Regions from separate parts of the Sus scrofa genome. Here all the other regions are linked to region 1. Evidence: chromatin contacts called from public HiChIP or PLAC-seq data. All regions are on one chromosome and are shown on one strand. Each heading gives the region's core, a stretch centred on a gene start, on an enhancer-like site or on the middle of the called end of the contact. The rest is flanking DNA. Distances are from core to core; before and after follow the strand shown.

Region 1 (3,664 bases), core at 605-3,104:
ACCTCATGCTATTTTTGCCCTAATCCAAAACACACACACAACACATATAGGTATCTCGCTCTCACAATATTGTTAATAAATTAACCTTTCTCGTGTTACATGATTTTGAATTTTAAAATATCAGTGCCATCTAGTGGTTATTCTCGACATGTTTCATTTATTTTGGATATCTTCCAATGAGTGGAACTTCTCTTTTTTTAGGTAGATATCCAGTGGACGGTAACCAGGTTTAACTTTTGGGGCACCTGCGAAACTGTTTTCCAAAGTGGCCATGCCATTTTACATTCCCACTAGCAATGAATGAGTGCCCCAATTTCACTACATGTTGGTCAATACTTAGTATTTTCCATCTTTTCTAGCTATCCTAGTGGGTGTAAAATTTCACCATGGTTTGGATTTGTATTTCCCTAGTAACTAATGCTGTTGGGCATCTTTTCATGTGACTTCTGGCTTTTGGTATATCTTCTTTGTTGAAATGTCTATTGAGGTCCTCTGCTCATGTTTAACTTGGGGGTTGTTCCTCTTTTTGTTGCTGCGTTGTAAGCATTCTTCATACATTTTGGATACTAGACCTTATAAGACATATATGGCTTGCAAGTATATATATATATTTTCCATTCTGTAGGTGGTCTTCATTTTCTTTAAGGAGTGGAAGGTTTTTTCATCTAACAGTCCCTACCAATGCACTTTCTAAAACACCTAATATTTACAGGTCTAAAAAACATTGGTTACTCATTCCTCCTACATAGGCCGAGGCCTTACCTTTTTTGCCCTGCTGTATCTCCAGTGACCAGCACACAGTAGGTGCTAATATTTGAGTAAGTAAATTCCTCCGGAGTTTCTAAGGACCTTATCATACATGACAAATTCAAATGCCTATGAGACTGGCAAGATACATAAATGAGCAAATAGAGATATTTAGGGCTTGTAATAAAAGGGATAGTACATATCCTAGCTTCAGACTAGTTTCTTTAACCAGTCTTCATAAAACAACCTCGTCATCCTGCTCTACCTCTTCAAAAACAGAATTTCTTCACATCTCCCTAAAAATATTATGCCAGTCTTTAGTTCATTAGGGTTGCTGAGCTATGTCCAAGGATACCAAAAGCAATACTGGCTCCCAGAATTCACTTTATCCCACCGAATTTGGGAATTTCCTCACCGAGATACTGGCTAAGAGTCGCAAAATCCAGGTTAACTCTGAGTTCTTCGGCACGATTAGTGTGTATAGAGGTCTGATCCAGAAGCTGCCCTTCTCCAAGGGCTTTCTTTATCTATCTATCGGCCTACCGGCGTTAGTCCAAATTCGGTGGCAGAGTTGAACTGCGACGCTGGCCGGCTTCTGGGAGAAGGTGCTTATCTGCCGAGGAAAAGCAATTCCTAAGAAGTGCCTCTGAAGGCGCGCGTGCAGCCGGGCAGGCGCCCAGGTGCCATTGTGGAGAGAGAGCCAAAAATCCGCTGAGAAGCTGCACCTCAGCCCTCCAGGTCCCTGCTGCACGACTCAAAGGGTCATCCCGCCGGCAAAGGCACTCAGCACAGGGGCGAGAAACCGTTCACAGCCCTGGGGAGGGCGTACTGAGCGGCTGACGCACCACTACTCCAGACGCGGGGTAGGCACCGATTGTCCCCGTAGAGCCCCGCACGCGGGGTGGGGCAGAGTTGTCTCTCAGAGCGCTTGCGCACAGAGCCGGTTTCCAGGGGCCAGGCGGGGGGAGCTGGAAATTAGCGCCAAAGAGGACAACTGCGTGCGCAGGCGCACTCAGCCCCCTTCCGCTCTTTGGAGCACTCAATTCTCCCGCAGGCCTTGGGGCGGGGCCCTAGGGGGCGGGGATGGAGCGGGGCTAAATGCGGAGCAGAAAGTCAGCTTCTATTTGCAGTATTCCTTCCTGTGGCGGTTGTTGCCACCGACTCTGGTCCGCGGAAGTTATGTTGCCCAACACCGGGTAAGAGGATGCGAGCGCCACGGGGAAGGGACCAGGCCGGGCGGAGTGCGGGGCTAGGTGGAGCCGGAGTAGATGGCTTGGGTGGCCCGACCCCCGCGGTGGGAGGATTAAAGCAGCTGCCCGGCGCGGTCTGGAACGCTGCCCCACGCTGGCCGCGGGATTCTTCGACTCTGCGGTAACTCATGAAAAGTAACGCAAAGTTGACTACTTCGGGATGACAGCCATGTTAAAACCTCTTCCACAGGTAAAGAATTCTGAGCGAGGTACCCCGCCGCCCCAAGAGCGCGTCCCACCTTCGGCTTAGCAATAGCTGTCTTGCAATAGCGGCCTTGCTGCAGGCCTTTGAGTTCTAGGTGAAAGGTCACAGGGACACCTAATGATTCTCCTCTTGTTCCGAACGCTCAGTTCTGGAAGAATAAAAGGATGAGGTGTTTACACAGAGACTTTACTAACAAATTAAACTAATCTTAAAGTATGGGTATCTTTCGAGAGAACTTTTTCTTTTGGCCAGGCCCAAGGCATGTGGAAGTTCCCAGGCCAGGGATGGGACCCAGGCCATGGCAGTGACAACCTGGATCTTAAACCCACTGCACCACCAGGAATCAATCTGTTCTTTTAAGGCTTTTGTGTTTTTGTGACAAAGCTGTAAGCTGTTGTCATCTTAAATTGTTTTGTTTTTTAACTTGTAAATATTCTAGTATTTTTGTATGATTTTTTTTTCCATTCAGATTTTTATTTTCCTGAAATGATGTACTGTTTTGCATAATATTTTGGCATAGGAAGTGAGTTAGAAAACTCACTGTTTATTCATTTTTTTATTCTGTTACTTTGGACTGTATTCATGTTACCAGTACCAAACTACATTAACTGCTCTAGTTTTATAAAATATTTTAGATCTTGGAAAATCCTGCCACATTTGGATTTTTTTTTTCAGAATATTCCTGGTTATTCTTTGATGTTTATTTTTTTAAATGAACTTTTAAATGAACTTTTTGTGATTGCTTTTCTGTCTTAAAAATAAAAGTTTCATCACATTTACCAGAATTTTGAGGTACCAGAGAATTTTGGAGAATTGTAGTGTAGGTTAAGTTTTAGTCATCCTCCAGTGGTACTGATGAATTTGGAAACTTTTTTTCTTGAGATGGAGGGGTTTTAGTAGTTGAGATCCAGTCTTCAGGTTAAGAGGAAAGCTGCCTTTGCCTTTCTTTCTGCCAATGCCTGAGACTTTGAGCATGAACATGTTCTTTATCCTACTGGGAATCAGTCCAACTAGACCAAAGGCAAAGAGGCCTTTTTTTTTTTTTTTTTTCCTTAAAAATATATTTTTTTGAAGTATAGTTGATTTAAAATGTTGTGGCTCAGTGGGTAATGAACCCAAGTAGTATCCATGAGGACATGGGTTCAGTCCCTGGTTAAGGATCTGGTGTTGCTGTGAGATGTGGTGTAGGTGATGTGGTGATGTGGTGTAGGTCGCAGATCTGCTTGGATCCTGTTGTTGCTGTGGCTGTGGTGTAGGCCAGCAGCTATAGCTCTGATTATGGGAACCTCCATATGACACAGGTGCAGCCCTAAAAAGCGGGGGTGGGGGGGTTAATTTCTGCTGTACAGCAGAGATTCAGTTATACATATATATACACATTCAGTTATATACATATATACATTCTTTTTCATATTCCTTTCTGTTATGGTTTATCACAGGATATTAAATGTAATTCCCTGTG
Region 2 (3,664 bases), core at 359-2,858, 700 kb before region 1:
AAGTCAATTTAGATGTTAATTCCTCTTGAAATAATTGACCTAACACTTGTCTTTGATAATTTCAAGTTAGGCTACTCTCCTATGTGTTTCTATTGATTCTATATCTCTTAATATGTTATACATTCATGTATATCATATGCATACATACACACACAGTGTAAATATGCTTATATAATATTATATATTTATCTTTACGCTGTTTCATTTTCTCAAAAATTTTGTTTTATAGTTCATTTGCTTGTTTATTGCCTATCATTCTCTCTCTTTTTAAGCCCATGCTCGTGGCATATGGAAGTTCCCAGATTAGGGGCTGAATCGGAGCTGCAGCCGTCGGCCTACACCACAACTCACAGCAACACTGGATTCCTACATCACTGAGCGGGACCAGGAATCAAACCTGCATCCCCAAGAAGACTAGTCGGGTTCATTACCACTGAGCCACAAGGGGGAACTCCTTGTTTATCATTCTCCAGCAGAATATATACTTCCTGAAACCAAGAATCTTGTCTGCCCTGCTCACTACTATATGCCCAGAGCCTACAACGGTGCCTAGCTCATAGTAAAGACTCAGTAAGTATTTACTGAGTGAATGACAGAAACAACACTTTTTATTTTATTTTGATGTCTTTTTGCCATTTCTTGGGCCGCTGCCTTGGCATATGGAGGTTCCCAGGCTAGGGGTCGAATCGGAGCTGTAGCTGCCATCCCACGCCAGAGCCACAGCAACGTGGGATCAGAGCCGCGTCTGCGACCTACACCACAGCTCACGGCAACGCCGGATCGTTAACCCACTGAGCAAGAGCAGGGATCGAAACCGCAACCTCATGGTTCCTAGTCGGATTCGTTAACCACTGCACCACAATGGGAACTCCAGAAACAACCCTTTTTAAAGCAAAGTTCTTGTGCTACACAGTCCATGCAATATTTGGGTATAGTACACTAGAAATTTGTTTATTTGAGATACAAATTTAACTGAGCAACCACTATTTGTTTCTGGCAGCCCTACCCCCAGAATACATTTGAGAATACCTGGAGACATTTTTGATTGTCACGACTCGGGTGGTACAACTGGGATTTGGTCTGTAGTGTCCACGATGCTGCTAAACATCTTCCAATGCATGGGACAGGCCTTGCAAGGCAAAGAATTATCCAGTCCAAATGTCATAATGTGGAGTCTGAGAAACCCGGCAGTAAATGGCCATGAACTTTAAGGCAGGATAGCGACTGGAATCTCTAAGTTCAGCTTCCTTTTGAAAAGGCAGAGTGGGGTTAGTGAGGAGACCTTGGGTACACATCTTGACATCCAGATGGCAAGAGAGCCGGACGACCAATTTCAGCAGGTGAAGTCAGGATGCCTAAAAGACTGGTGGGAAGGGCACTGTGGACAGTAAAGCGCTCTGCACACACTGGTTAAGTGCACGTCAGACACTGACATCCTTACGGTCTCTCCAACTGAGAACAAATCCTCAAGCCACTGGGACTAGGAGCGCGGTCAAAGACACCGGAAGCTGGCGGGGGCCTGAAGCGTCCGGCTCCCCTGGCCACAGTCGTAAAGGAAGTGGTTGCGGCAGCCGCGTCCCGTGCGCCTGCGCGTAAGCTCCGCCTGCTGACGTGGAGCTGGGCCCGGAGGCAGAGCCGGGCGCGCCGCCGAGTGCGGGAGTGCGGCTGGGGCACTGCAGCCACGGCCGAGCCGGGATGGCGGGGCCGCTAGCTCTGCGCCGGGGAGTCCGGGCTGCCGGCCGGCGCTGGTTGGTGCTGCTGCCGCCCATGCTGCTGGCGCTGCTGCTGGCGCGGCCCGCGGGGGCCCTGGTGGAGGGTCTCTACTGCGGCACGCGGGACTGCTACGAGGTCCTGGGCGTCAGCCGCACGGCGGGCAAGGCGGAGATCGCGCGGGCCTACCGCCAGCTGGCCCGGCGCTACCACCCGGACCGCTACCGGCCGGAGCCAGGCGACGAGGGCCCCGGATGGATGCCCCAGAGCCCGGAGGAGGCCTTCTTGCTGGTGGCCACCGCCTACGAGACTCTCAAGGTGAGGTTGCGAGAGCGAGGTTTCCTGTGACTCCGGCGCGGGGCGCGGCCACCTCACCACCGATAGGATGCTGCGTGACAGCCCATTCGGCCCATTAACAAAGATGGGAGCCTTGTTGGTCTTGGGGGGACATCCAGCCCTCTCCTTTTTGTGACAGTCTTTTGTTATGCAAAGCTTTGGACTCTTAGGATTTAGTGAAAGCATTTTAATAACGTGCAGCTCACACCCGGAAAGCAGGGTGATTGTTGTACCAGGATCTGTGATAGATCACAGGAAAGGTCTCCAGTGACAATGCGATCACGCCAATTGGACATAACCAATTGGGTTGGTTCGAGATGGGTTTAATTGTGACATTTCGCTTGGGTCTAAGGTTACAAAAATACTAAGAACATCGCATGTTTGGATGCTTGACTCTTGGCTCTGACACCCCTGTATGACTTTGGGTAGTGACTTCGTATGTCAGAGTACCTGTTTCTTCATATGAACAATTAAGGCTATGATACCTGCTTGTGGGCTTGTTGTGAGAATTAAATAATAAATGAGAACCCCCCCCCCCCCCGTATAGGGCCTGCCAGTAGGTGCTTAATGACTTGTGTTTTAAGACTCTGAGAATTCCTAGGGGGAAACGGTTTGAATATCTGTGTAGTCATTTGACAAATGTTTTATTGAGTCTATGGGGATAGGGAGATTTAGCCAGATCCTGTTTTCTCCTACTACTGTGAAGATGAAACCATAAGAAGTCAGAGTATAAATCATATTTGGTGTAAGTGTTACTGCCTCAAGGGCTCCATCATGGCAATGCAACAGCAGTTGCAGTCGTAGGGTATTTTTTTTCCAACCTTTCAATTTCCCTTTTTGAGGTAGAGTTTTCCTTCTTGCTGTATTGTCTCCTTTTAATGACTGCTTTGAGTGGGTATACTATAATTTAACCATGGATTATTTTTCTAGGTTAGATTTCCAGACCTGAAAATACTGAGTCAGGGAGTTAGTTAATGGCTCTTCCTTCTTGCTTTCCAGAACAGTTTGGATAATATGGAGTCATAAAACTTACTAAGTTCTTACCAGCATTGGTGAGATTTTAATTTTTATTGGTGATTAACTGAGCAATGCGTGGGAGGCTGGGAAAGTGCTGAGGCCAGAGAGCTTAGTCGTCTGTTGTTTAGGATAAAGAGGGATTGAGGAAGGACTTCAGAAAAATGGGAAAGACCCTCTTTATCAGGGCAGCCCAGCATCCAAGGCTCCAGTCTCTATTTTTCTGCAGTGAACAAAGATAGTAGTTCAGACAAGCAGCCAGAAGGCCTCCCTCTGGTCTTCTAAAGCCCTGGAGGGAGCACTGGGCACGTGGAGAACTTTCAGAAGAGAGGCAGCAGGAACGCTGACGACTGCTGCCTTCTTGCCGAGGCTGGAGATGGGTAGGTTTGGCATGAAAATGGTGAGCATGACAGACAGGACTTTGAAGATAAATGCTAAGAAATAGAGACAGTTAGAGATAGTACTGCAAATCTTGCCAGGAGGAAACCTGGGATATTCTTGCCATTTTCTTAGACAAATTCAGAGGTCAATCAGTGGATCTGTAATGGTTGCCTCTAAAGATTTCTACAAGCTTAGTATTGATTTGTCAGCTAATAAAAAGCTC
Region 3 (3,664 bases), core at 500-2,999, 670 kb before region 1:
AGCAAGGGCAGGGACCGAACCCGAAACCTCATGGTTCCTAGTCGGATTCATTAACCACCGCGCCACGACGGGAACTCCGATTTTTTTTTTTTTTTTAACTGCCCCTGGCCCCCTTTTAGTATCAGAATCCTGGTTTTCCTTTGGGAAATTGTCTCCCCCTTGCAGTCCATATGGTTCGGGTGGGTGATGTCCTCGTTTGAGTTCCCTGGAGAAAAAGGCTGAGATGGAGCTTTTCTCGCAGAAAGCCTGTTGGGAAGTGTCAGAACGCCTGTGGGGGAGTCTAGGAACTGGGAGTTAGGCAGAGAGAGGAACTGAACTCTGAAGCGGCTGCCATAAAGGCCTCAGATGACTGCTGAGTGGAGCACTGGAGCTAGGATCGTCTTTCAATGTTGTGCCAACTCGAGGCAAGGAGGGTGGGGTTCAGATTTTCTACAGCCTCACATCAGTCACTGGGTGACAGCTGACACCAGGAAGGGTGGCTCTCTGGCTAAGGGCAGTTCCCAAGGGGACTCAGCTGAGAGGTATCAGCGGGTTGCTACTCCCAGCAGGTGAAAGGAGTACCTTAGTCCTAAATGGGGAAGTTGGGTGGTACACCACAGCACCCACTAGCTCACCCCACCTCTCATCCCGCTCTGGGCCTGGTGCAGCTAGTCTGAGCATTCCAACACTACAAAACCCTTGCCTTCAAATAGGGATTGGTTCAGGGGTGGACAGGTGACTCAATAAGATCCGTGAGATTCATCAGAGGGATTTTGCTGTAACAACTAGAAAAGCGCTACTATCCCTGGGTTTCTTGAACTGGGACACTGAAGGCATGGAACCTTCCTTCACGGCACTAGGAGGAGTGAGTCTATTTAGCATCTAGAAAACAAGGTCAACACTCAGAAAAAGCAGAGCGGAGAGATGGAGAATGAGAGTGCTACAGCTATTATTTGAGCAATTAAATTTGAAAGTTCCTGGGCTTTCCAGTTACACAAGCTAGTATGTTACCTTTTTGCAGTACTTAGGTGGGTACTGACACACAAAGGCGCGAAAGAATTATTAGGAAATATTCATAACACATTAAGTGAAAAAAATCCACAAATAATACACACTTTACTTATACTAATGATTCCAGTTTTGTAAAACAAACGGACGTCCACTATAAAAAAAGAAAATGCAGCACAACAGAAACAATAGTTACAGTTCAAGGGCCAGATGGGAGTGAGAAGGCTGAATTTAATTTTCTTCTCTACGTTCCGCAAAGATGTTAGGGTCTGAGATTTTACCCTGCTTACCTTCCTAACCCTAACGCGTGGTAGGACTCCCGCCAAACAATAACAGGCTAATGTATACACCTGTTTCTGTTCCGTGGCAATCCTCACCCCCCCTGAGATAACACTCTCGCAGGGCTTAGAAGCCTTCACGTCTGGCTTATTTCTCCCACTCACTTCACCCCTTGCCCCAGCCACACACAGTCCCAGTTCTGGTTCACCAGGCACGCGTCTTTGCTTTCTCCATTCCCACACTCTACACCCACCCCTGCTCCTCCCAAAGCCCTAGAAGCTTCGATGTGGAGGAGGTGAGCGCCCCTGCGTGGGGGGCGACGCGCCACAGGGGACAGAGTTTAGAAGGCAGAATTAAGTGTCAGGCAACTCGGAACCCCAAGGTGTCGCTTACCTGCGGCGTCTGTGTCAACGCGGGGAGCTGCGGAGCGGCGGGGCGGAGCGGGGCCGGGCTCCCGCGGCGGGGCGGGGCGGGGCGGGGCTCCGGCGGCGGGGCGGGGCCGGGCGCAGCGGCTTCCCCGCCCCGGGGCGGTGCCGAGCCTCTGGGCCTCGTTATCTGCCGGCGCCCGGCCGCCCGCCCGCAGTCCAGGTCGCCGCCATGTCTTCCGGGGCCAGCGTGAGCGCCCTGCAGCGCCTGGTGGAGCAGCTCAAGCTGGAGGCCAGCGTGGAGAGGATCAAGGTGAGGCCCTCGCCAGCGCCTGGCCTCGGGGCGTGGAAACCGCCCGCTCCCGCCCCGCCCCGGCATCTGTGGGCCGGAGAAGAGGAGGCCGCGCCGGAGCCGGGGGCTGCGGGACCCGCCCGTTGGCGAGCGAGCCCGCAGGGTCCGCGGAGCAGCGGCGGGACGGGTGAGCCGCCCAGAGGACGTTGCTTTCGGTTCGGCCTCGTTGGGTCGGGGGCCGCGCGGTGGCGGCTTGAACCCAGGCGCCCGTGAGAGGCGGGGACGCGGGGGGCCCAAGGCGGGTCGACCGGCCTGGGGGCGCCGGGGAGACGCGCCTGTCCTCGCGAGGGTTGTCCGGGACCGAGAGCCCCGGGGGCGGTCTCGTTTCAGTGATGTGGACACAGTGACTCGGGTGCGGGGCCGACGCGAGGACACCGGGATCGCGGGGGACGCGCTAGTGGCCGGGATTCGGCTGGTGCGGGAGGATGGGGTCCAGAGCTGCGGAGGCGACTGCACCGACGGGCCTTGGTGATGGGTTGATAGGATGAGGGAGGAGGAGGGCGCTGCTCGGGTTTCTGGCCTGGTGGGATGGATGGCGTTGCCATTCGCTACGGTAGACAGAGGAGATCATCTGATGCATCTAGTTTCGGATACGTGGACTTTGAGGGGATGCCCAGGAGGTGTTTGGCAGCCTGGGCTGAAACTCAAGAGAACAAAACCGAAAGAACATACAAGGGTGAAAACTGTAGAAAGAGACCAGATCGTGGAACCCAGGGACCGACCGAAAGAGGTGGTCTCGAGAAGAGCAGGAGCAAGAGAAAGCAAGGTTACCGAAGTGGGGAAGGAAGATGGGGTTTTCATAGATGTGGGACTTAGTCAACATGTCCATTATTTAGTCAGTTGATGAAAAAGCATTTGTTGTGTAATTGTGGTTAGCAACAAGCATAGATCATTTTTTCGTAGACTGTGTGTGGTGAATGAACGAACACCGTTGTGATATTCCGTGAACCTCAGTAATGCCTTTTCTCTGTACCACACCCTATCCTAGGTATTCAGAATATGGTGATTCTAATGGGGAAGATAAACGATAAACACATGAACCAATAAATAAAATAATTTCGGAGAGTATGTGTTGTGGAAACAATTAAAGAAGGTAAAGAGAGAGTTGTGGAATGCAGACGTTTCAGGGACATGTAGTAGTAGAAGTGGGATCTAGATTGTAACAGGGTAAGCAGATTTTTTTTGAAAAAACTCGTTTTAAAGAGGAAACTTTCGATTTAGAAAATGAAAAGCTGTATTTTGAGGCTGAGAGGAAGGAACAAACTATTTTTAGGTCAAGGGGGAGAAACAAATGGAGAAGGAAAACTGGAGGTAGAGACAGAGTTTGTGGGGGGCCTGGGATTGGAGGGGCACCTTCTGAATCAGGAAGAAAGGAGGAAGTATATGTGTAAACATAGATGTTTCCAGATACGGGCTTAAGGAGGGTATGATGACAGTTATCTTTGTGAAATAGGAAGCCAAGTTTTCTTCTAGGAGGGAAGAAAGGGAACTAATGGAGTCACAAGGGTGGAGGATGGGGGAGAGAGTGCTGTTGAGAATGGGAGAGGAACCACCCCCCCCACCCCCACCCCACCCCCCCACCCCCCCACCCCCCCCCCCCCCCCCCCCCCCCGCCAGCAGGCACATCCCTGGACACCCTGTGATTCTGGGTTCTGGGTCAAGACACAGATAAGGAGATTGA

Evidence for each region. HiChIP or PLAC-seq counts read pairs in DNA pulled down with a chosen protein or histone mark.
Region 2: an H3K27ac HiChIP or PLAC-seq map of skeletal muscle shows a contact between it and region 1. The contact joins the promoter of LOC100515643 here to the promoter of HSDL2 in region 1. A contact is called at or near these places in 3 of 5 promoter capture datasets (fetal liver, fetal skeletal muscle and liver) and 2 of 2 datasets of contacts at active chromatin or transcription factors (alveolar macrophages and skeletal muscle).
Region 3: an H3K27ac HiChIP or PLAC-seq map of alveolar macrophages shows a contact between it and region 1. The contact joins the promoter of GNG10 here to the promoter of HSDL2 in region 1. A contact is called at or near these places in 2 of 2 datasets of contacts at active chromatin or transcription factors (alveolar macrophages and skeletal muscle).

What each region holds. Positions count from the first base shown.
Region 1 is chr1:253,122,618-253,126,281 of Sscrofa11.1, forward strand. HSDL2 (hydroxysteroid dehydrogenase like 2) reads left to right here and starts at 1,855. Exons shown (of 11, transcript NM_001197021.2): 1 at 1,855-1,943. The coding sequence starts at 1,927.
Region 2 is chr1:252,424,749-252,428,412 of Sscrofa11.1, forward strand. It overlaps LOC100515643 (dnaJ homolog subfamily C member 25), which reads left to right and starts at 1,609. Exons shown (of 4, transcript XM_021067479.1): 1 at 1,609-2,028. The coding sequence starts at 1,696.
Region 3 is chr1:252,451,260-252,454,923 of Sscrofa11.1, forward strand. GNG10 (guanine nucleotide-binding protein G(I)/G(S)/G(O) subunit gamma-10) reads left to right here and starts at 1,750. Exons shown (of 3, transcript XM_021067494.1): 1 at 1,750-1,944. The coding sequence starts at 1,864. It overlaps LOC110256067 (a long non-coding RNA gene), which reads right to left and starts at 1,736. Exons shown (of 2, transcript XR_002337286.1): 1 at 1,660-1,736. LOC106509234 (a long non-coding RNA gene) reads left to right here and starts at 2,117. Exons shown (of 2, transcript XR_002337288.1): 1 at 2,117-2,398; 2 at 2,972-3,051.